2 separate regions of the Mus musculus genome follow, and region 2 is linked to region 1. A link is a contact called in public Hi-C data. All regions are on one chromosome and are shown on one strand. Each heading gives the region's core, a stretch centred on a gene start, on an enhancer-like site or on the middle of the called end of the contact. The rest is flanking DNA. Distances are from core to core; before and after follow the strand shown. Region 1 overlaps Dst (dystonin). Region 2 holds the start of Ccdc115 (coiled-coil domain containing 115).

Region 1 (4,437 bases), core at 249-2,748:
GCATGCTCTGCAGAACCTGGCTCCTTACTCAAGTCGGGTTTGTGCCTTTGGAAAACTCTGGCTCATCGGATGCCTCAGAAACGGATTCAGTCGCCAGAGAAGGATCCGTCTGGGGGCTGCCTGTCTCATCTGGAAAGCCTCCGGGGTCTGGGTTCCCCTCCAGACGTGCGATGTCGTACATAGGATAAGAGATGACATTTTTTTCTTGATTGTTGCCAAACATACATCAGTGAGTGGTAGGGTAGGTTTATAATGAACTCTCGACTAACGCTAGGCAAAGGAGTCCTTTCAAGTTAGTAGTTCCAGCATCCCTTCAGTGCGAGAATAATGTAATACAGTTCTTCTTGCAAAACAGTCATTAGAAAACATATGTCTTAGATGTGTGGTGCTGTTATAATGAGAAGAGAAGCGTGAGCGTATCCCCTAAGATAAGGGATGCTACGATTAAGTCGAATTAAACTGGACTTGAATCAATGAAAATGTTTTAATCATCAAGTCATAATCTCTACAGATCTCTACAGAAGTATGTAGTAGATCAGCTACAAGGTCATTCTAGTGGGGATAGCTGTCAAGTGTGTGTGCAGTCCCTTTGAGAGTGCTGGCCAACTAAATGTATGTCCATTTAGGGAGCCACAAAGCTGGAGGGAGGGACTCTGTTGCCTTAACACTTTTTGTTATGAGGCTTCGGCTTCAGAATATTTCACACCGAAAGAAATGAAACAGGTAGAGTGGACTAGAGCTGTGGCTCAGGTGCTAGATTCCTTATGCAGCATGCATAAAGACCTGGGCTTGATCCCTCGGCAATACCTACAACTGGATGTGGTACCCCACACCTGTATTCCAAGCACGCGGGAGGTGGAAAAAGTCAGCCTAGCAGCGGCAGCAGCACACCTTTATCCCTAGCATTTGGGACTCAAAAACAGGTAGTTTAATCTCTGTGAATTCAAGACCAGCTTGGTCTACAGAGCAAATCCCCAGGACTGCCAGGGCTACACAGCAAAACCCTGTCTTGAAAAACAAAACCACAACAAACAAAGTAAAAACAAAAAAGAATTCCAGTGTCGTCTTTAGCTACCTGTTGAGTTGGAGGTTTGCTTGGGATGCCCGAGACCCCTCTCTGTTACTGTGTTTCCAGTGAATGATCACGCTAACATTTTCAGGTGCTCCAAAACGACGTCTTAGCCCACCAGTCCACGGTAGAAGCCGTCAACAAAGCAGGAAATGATCTCATCGAGTCGAGTGAAGGCGAAGAAGCAAGCAACCTCCAGTACAAGCTCAGAATTCTCAATCAGCGCTGGCAGGATATTTTGGAAAAGACAGATCAAAGAAAGCAGCAGCTGGACAGCGCCTTGCGCCAGGTGACTAGAGAGGCGGAGAGAGTCCCCAAGTGATGCGGGTGTGCCTTGCTAGCCCTTGTGCAGGTCCAATGGTGATGCTTTAAAGAGAGGAGTAAAAATAATCGGGATAAAGAGCAGAGCTGATAAGGAGGCGGAGCTCCAGTTCTTAGCCTAATAGCCTAATACCCTTATGCCCGAGCTTCCTCGGCGTGCTCAGGTAGTGAGCACAGCTCCTGGCACCTGGCATTCTGATGAGATGCAGAGACGGCTTAGCAGGCTGGGGCCATTTTGACCTTGCTGGAGAGTGATAGCATTTGTGACACAAACTTAAAAACCACCTGTCACTGCAGGCCAAAGGGTTCCACGGTGAAATCGAAGATTTGCAACAGTGGCTGACGGACACAGAGCGTCATCTCTTGGCATCTAAACCTCTGGGAGGTCTCCCAGAGACAGCCAAGGAGCAGCTTAACGCACATATGGTACGTATGGTATTTTCTACACCCCTCGCCCTGGTCTTACATAGATAATAATGGAAGATGATATAGTTAAAAAATTAAGTTTTGTGGCAAAAATCACTATGTGTACATGCTAGAAACAGCACCATTTAGCAATTAAATTTTTCAAGTAAGAATCTGTCTCAGAGGCTAAAAAAAGTTTTAAAGAAGTTTAGCAGTTCTGTGTCTGTCTGTCTGTCTCTCTCACATACACACACTCTCTTTCTCTCTCTCTCTCTCTCTCTCTCTCTCTCTCTCACACACACACACACACACACACCAAGCATTGTATCAGTTATAAACTGGTATCCCCTGAAGTATAAAGACACTTCTCTAAAATACTCTGATAGTTTAATATGATTATAATTAAGACAGTACTCATGAGCGAGTAATTCATGTAGTCCTGTGGTTTGGGTTTACCGTTCACAGCTAGGCCAGGCCCATTTGCTTGAAGAGCAAAGTAAGTAGTCTTGCCAACGACTGCGTGACCTCAGAGTGTCTATCACTGTGAAACCCTGCATGACTTTCCCATCCTTCCTTACCTCCCTGGACAGTCTTACATAGCGTTCACGTAGTTCATCACTTGTTAAGTAACTAAGAATGAATTCTGTCTCCAGAATGATACACTTTAAAAGAGTGCAAGAGCTTGTAAGCAGAGTACTAATCTCTCAAGTTTCAGAAAACCGCTATGTAGAAAACAACTTCGTTTGCATAGGATACACAGAGTGAACTTCATGTAACCCTACATGATTTCTTTGACTAAAAATTCCATGTTTAAAAACAAACAAAAAAGCAATAACAAAAACCCTGCAGAGGGCCTAGAGAGAGAGTGCCCAGCAGTAAAGAGGGCTTATTGTTCTTCCAGAGGACCACAGTTCGTTCTCAGCACCTACCTGGCAGCTCACAACCATCTGTAAACCTCCAGGGCATCAGATTCCTCCTCCTGGCCCCTGGGGGCTCCTGCTTGCATGTGGTGCACACAAACCCACAGACCTACACCTACATCTAAAAATTAAACAAATCTTCCCTAACAGACTGGAAAGCACTGTAATGCCACGGGAGTGGTTTCCTTTGGATCTGCTTGTGGTTCTAGCACATTCTCACTGTGCTAGAAATGAAGATAAGAACAAAATCGGTTTTCACTTAACCTGAGGCTGCTTCCGGATTTAATGCTTTTTAAAGATGAAACTGTAGCCGGGCATTGGTGGCGCATGCTTTTAATCCCAGCATTTGGGAGGCAGAGGCAGGCAGATTTCTGAGTTTGAGGTCAACCTGGTCTACAGAGTGAGTTCCAGGACAGCCAGGGCTATACAGAGAAACCCTGTCTTAAAAAAGAAAGAAAGAAACTGTAAATGTGCTTTGTTTTTTTTAATATGCTAGAATTATTTTAAGTTATTTATGTTATATATGTGAGTACACTGTCACTGTCTTCAGGCACACCAGAAGAGGGCATCAGATCCCCATTACAGATGGTTGTGAGCCACCATGTGGTTGCTGGAAATTGAACTCGGGACCTCTGGAAGAGCAGTCAGTGCTCTTAGCCGTTGAGCACTCTCTCCAGCCCCTAATGAGTTGGTTGGTTTTTAAGGATGAAGAGATACGTTTTTTAGCTGATGAAGATGTAGTGAGACCACATTGTAACTTCGTTCACATCACTGAACAGTGTATTTCAAGTGGTTAATTTTATTAACAATAAAATTAATTCTCATTTTTAAAAAAATTATTAACTTGTAAGATGTCGAATATATAACTTTCCATCGGGATTCAGCCCATGTTACAATTCAACCAACGAGATAGAAAATGTCTTCGTTTGTAATGAGTTGTATCCATTGTTTCACTGGTGGTGTGCTTAGTCCTATAGCTGGATCTCCCTGTGTTCACTGTAGAGGGTGTATACAGCATTCTCATTGGCAACATTGAAAGTTTTCTCAAACGTGGCTCCCGTAACCTGGCAGTCTTTCTATCAACTCGTATCTTTCTGAACTGAGTTTTGTTTTCTGTCCATCACAAATTTTCTGGGTACAAGATTAAACTGTACCAATTCTTTCTTCTAGTTATAATATGGTGGTTAAAAAGGACATAGAAGTTTCAGCTTACAGAGGGGGAACTCCTCGGAGAAGTTAAATTGTTAGCACAACACCCAGATCTGACTCATCACTGTGAAGTGAGAGCATGCTAACTATTGCTTTAGACCTTAGTTTGCAGCTCGAAGTGATAGATTTCTCAGCTGACAAGATATGACTATAAGCATTGGTGCTATCTCAGTATCGGTAGAGTGTAGCTGTTTGTTAGGTTTGCTCTGTAAGCCAGAGAGATAAACAAATATGTGAGGAGAGGATGAGAGTGGATGGACCTTATTTTTTTTAAAAAAAAAAAAAATGTGATTCTGGGAAATGGAATGGGGGCTCAGGAGTTAAGAGAACTCATTGGTGTTAGAGAGGACCAGGTCCAATTCTAAGTACCTGCTCATAACCAACTGCAACTCCAGACCTGACTCCTCACCCTCTTCTGACCTCCCTGGGTCCCAGGCATGCACATAATAAACGCGCAGGCAGGCAGGCAGAACACTGACACACGACAAGCGAATCTTTTTTAAGTGTGAAAGA
Region 2 (4,200 bases), core at 763-3,262, 170 kb after region 1:
CCCCCCAACCCCTAAGACTGCAGGGGTGTTAGGCCTCCCTAGCCAGTACAATAGTCCTAAAACTCACCATCCCGGAAGCTGGCTTGGGCCTGCCGCAGACTGTGAGGAACCAAAATTCCAAACCAGTTCAAGGGATCTTGAGGAACTACAGCAGATCCTAACTCTTTGGTCTTGGTGGGGCCCTTGCGCCTGCGCAGAGCTGAAAGAAAGGCCATACAGTCCTCATGACCACAATGAGCTTAGTCCAAGTTCATGATTCTGAGAAACACTGGAGGTTAGCTATTTCCCCAACCTTCTCCTGTGTCTGGAAATAGTAACACTCCCCCCTTTGTAATCCAGTTGACTCTGTCTATTCTGACTTCCAGGACAGACAATTCTGTTTACCCAGAACAAGACTACGACTGACTTTGCCAATTTACCTAAAAGTGATGAAATGTCCCCAAGCTGTTTCAGGAGTGATTAACTGGGATTGGAGGTTTATTTCCAAGGAACATCTAGATATAGGGATATACATTTTCTGTTCTGTTGAGCTCCTTTGAATGCAAAACTCATCCCACTATAAAAGAGTCCACCTTTAACTGTGTAGAGATTAAAGTACCAGAGCAAACTCCATTTTGTTCTCAGACTCCATTTTAAGCTAACCTGCCCTCACAATGACTTGGCTCCCACCCTTGAGTTCTGAAAAAAACAAAAAACAAAACGAAATGAAAAGCAAAAAACAACCAAACAAACAAAAATCCGAAATATTCTTGGCAGTTGCAAAACAGACGTAATAGCTGTGGTCAGTCGATAATAATGGGGTGGGCTAAGAAAACATGATTCGTTCCCAGGTGAAGATGCACCTTTTAGATGTGTGGTCCCTCCTTGTGGTTTGACCAGATGCTGTGAACCAATCAGCTTAAACGCCAACATTCCTTTAACCCTCTTACCCAACCATGTTATGTCAAGGAGGCTTGGAATACACCCCATTCCCTTAGACCTCCTCGGGCGGCTCTCCTATCCTGTTACTTGAACCCTACCTATCAAAGTATAAGAACCCCACCCTCCCACACCCCCGCCCCCCAGACATTCAACTCTCCAGCTCAGACGCTCTCCATTAATCAGATTCCGAATGAAGCAATTTCCTTAAATGTTCAATGAGTTTTGTCTTTAGCGCTGAGTAAGGGCTGACAGGTGGAAAGGAGACTTACATGCTTCGCTAGGCCCCACTTCCTCGGGGGTCTGGGCGTCAGCTTTGATCACCCTGAAGGTCTGGGGTCCATCCTGGGCCTCGCTGGGAAAAAAAAAAAAAAAAAAAAAAAAAGGGAAGTTGGATCTCTGGCCGCGCCGGCCTAGGTCCTGCCCATCCACTCTCCAAGGGGGGGGGGGGGGGGGGGCGCTCACCTGGCACGCACGCAGACCTGAGGCTCCATACGCGAGGCATACTGCAGGGGTCCTACCGACTTGGCTCCCATGGCATAGCGAGCCTTGGCAAGTGAGAGCCAACCCTGGGGAGACAGGAGAGACTTGAGACTGTTTTCCCTCCCTGTGCCCGCTTTCTATCCCTCCTTCCATTCCCCGTGGCCCACCTCCTCCACCCTGGCGTTCAGCGCCGCCCGCTTCGCCTCCAGTTCCTCCAGGTCACTGAGCAGCTGTAGGCACTTGGAGTCCAACTCCTCTCGCAGAGCCTGGACCGCCATGGCCCAGCCAGTCTTGGGACACGCGCGGATGGGCGGAGCCACTTCCTTCCAAGCCGCCGAATCACTGCGCGGCCATGTGCATGACAGCCAATAAGCGCTCAAGATCCGCCCTTAGGGGGGCAGTACTAATCGTGACCCGGAAGTCAAAGGCTTCAACTTCCGGGTGATCCCTGTCACCAGCCAGGACGCGGATTAGCGCCTGGAGCGGGATACTTCTCGAATCCGATGGCTACCAAAAGTCGGACCTTAACTTGAATCTAGGAAGCCATGCGCACAGTTCCTGCTTTTACTCTTCGCTAGCCTGCTGCCTGACCAGCTCAAGCACCGGTGAAGCCGCAGACGGACTAACTAATCAGGACGGTCTTAGACCACGTGACATCCCAAATCCGGGTAATTAATTGGTTGCCCGTCTGACCAATCACCTTGCGACGCCCTCCTCCATTCGCCATCTTAAGATGGGGCACTCTGACCGGCAGTGGAATCGAGTGAAGCCTCTAAAGGCCTTTTTGGTTGAGGGCGGAAGTGATCACTGCGTGGTGCCAGCAGCGCCAGAAGAGTTGGGACTCGTGAGGGAGCGGCGCTCATCATGGTAGGATGTTTTGATTTCCTGTTCTGGTTTAGCGGGAAAGAAGGGGACTACGGGAGGGCTGAGTTGTGGTCCTCGGTGCTCCGAAGTGGATGGTGACCCTGTGTGTTCTCTAGCTCCGTCGGGAGGCTCGCCTGCGCCGCGAGTACCTGTACCGCAAAGCCCGGGAGGAGGCGCAGCGATCCGTTCAGGAGAAGAAGGAGCGAGTCAAGCGTGCTCTAGAAGGTAAGGCCTCCCTGTGCTGGTGGGTTACAAGTCCTTGCTCGAGCATACTACACGGAGGTGTAAACGCATTTGAACTTAATGTATTTGTATCAGGGTGGCTGGTCATCTTTCCTTTCTCTGCTCGTTAGGTAGGACCTCACTGCTCACTGGTTTCTGAATGATCCCACCATGTGATAGTATGGCCGTTTATGCTACAGTTGCCCATGTCTACAGGTTGATTGCCAGTTTTGCTTACAGAATATCTAGTTTTTATTTAGTTTTAAAACATTGCCTCTGTCGGGTGGCGGCGGCGCACGGTTTCAATCCCAGCCCTCGAGAGGCAGAGACAGGCCGATCCCCGAGTTCGAAGCCAGCCTGGTCTACATAATGAGTTCCAGTACAGCCAGAGCTAAAACAGAGAATCCCTGTCTCGAAAAACCAAAAACCAAACCAAATCAAGCAACAAACCAACAAAAAACCTTTGCCTCATCTAATTGATTCCCATCTTAGGGAATGGGTCTGCAAGAATCCTTGGTATTTGTTTTTGTTGTCTTCTTCAAAACAAAATTAGAAAAACCTGTTATTGATTGTTATAATTGTCTTGCATTTTAATTCTTCTTCCATTTAGAATTTGACATTCGTTTTACAGGTTAGTTTAAAACTTTGCCTTACATTAATTCACATTTTCATTTGCCCTAATAAATGAAGATCCTCTATCACAGAGCTTAATTGGAAATGTTCTATTTATCCCTATTTTGCTTTTGTATCTAAGGAACTTCATGTCTCCCGCCTGATTGATAGTACAATATCCCTGGTGCCAGTAATTAAATTCCGTTCCTGTAATTTAGGACTATAAAGTATATGTGTGTCATGTAACGTTTTTTTGAGTTAAGAAGCATAATGTTAGGGCTGGGATTGTACCACAGTTGTTAGAGAGTGCTTCCTAACATGAAGGAGGCTCTGGATTCTGTCCCCAGCCTGACTCAACTGTGCCTGGGGGCCTATGTCCCAACACTGGTAAGGTGGAGGCTAGAGGATCAGGAGTTCAAGGCTTGCTTTGGCTGCATGAGTTTCAGATCAGCCTGGGCTATATAAGCATAATGTTAAGTATCTGTGACCCATTACCATAACTTAAAAAAAAAGTTTTAAAAAAATGGCTCAAGGATTCAGAGCACTTCCTGCTCTTTGAGAGGACCCAAATTCATTCCCTACTACCCATATAGAGTGACTCACAACTGTCTGTAACCCCAGGGATCCAGTGTCCTCTGGCCTTAGCAGCTACCTGAACACATGTGAACTCAGGCAGGAACACATACACAGAAAAATGATCAATATATTAGCATTTGCAACCATCTATTATTAACTATATTATTATTAACTATATTAAATATTGCATTAAAAGAAACTGTTGTAAGTATTATTTGTGTTCACATTATGCCTACTTATATCCCTAGGTTATTAGCGTATGTGTTTGGCTTTGTATTTGTTTGGGTTGGGGGCTCAGTATTGTTTCTAAGATGCAGAAGGAATGGTTGGACTTTTCTTCTTGTGGGTATCCCTAGGGAGGCTCCTTTTCCTGTGGCAGAGGAGAGCTTATGTCACTTGGTAGCTAGCTTGACAGAGTGCTGCTGTGACTCTCTCCCTTCCCTCACATGCTGGAGATGCGGAACTGGGCCTCAGGCCTTGCTGTCCACCTTAGTTCACAGAAAGAACCTCTGACCCCCGGCCAGC

The links. Hi-C and Micro-C count contacts between places; a contact is called where the count stands out from the background.
Region 2: a Hi-C map of rod photoreceptor shows a contact between it and region 1, with 3 times the contacts expected there. The contact joins the promoter of Ccdc115 here to the enhancer-like site in region 1. A contact is called at or near these places in 1 of 15 datasets of contacts at CTCF or cohesin (the NIH/3T3 cell line), 2 of 484 Hi-C or Micro-C datasets (granulocyte-monocyte progenitors and rod photoreceptor), 9 of 115 datasets of contacts at active chromatin or transcription factors (bone marrow-derived macrophages, embryonic forebrain, embryonic hindbrain and 3 more) and 3 of 9 other capture datasets (adipose tissue, embryonic stem cells and pancreatic islet).

Annotation. Positions count from the first base shown.
Region 1 is chr1:34,269,668-34,274,104 of GRCm38.p6, forward strand. Dst (dystonin) reads left to right here. Exons shown (of 103, transcript NM_001276764.1): 80 at 1,161-1,358; 81 at 1,688-1,816. Among named protein-coding and RNA genes, the nearest start is that of Gm26788, 94 kb to the left of the region's middle. Within about 2 kb of position 1,499, at least 2 of the 459 cell types and tissues checked have an H3K27ac peak or open chromatin away from gene starts, as enhancers often do. A contact at or near this core is called in rod photoreceptor, where this site is marked.
Region 2 is chr1:34,437,660-34,441,859 of GRCm38.p6, forward strand. It overlaps Ccdc115 (coiled-coil domain containing 115), which reads right to left and starts at 2,013. Exons shown (of 5, transcript NM_027159.2): 1 at 1,569-2,013; 2 at 1,384-1,487; 3 at 1,191-1,273; 4 at 68-199. The coding sequence starts at 1,679. It overlaps Imp4 (IMP4, U3 small nucleolar ribonucleoprotein), which reads left to right and starts at 2,170. Exons shown (of 9, transcript NM_178601.3): 1 at 2,170-2,268; 2 at 2,382-2,490. The coding sequence starts at 2,266.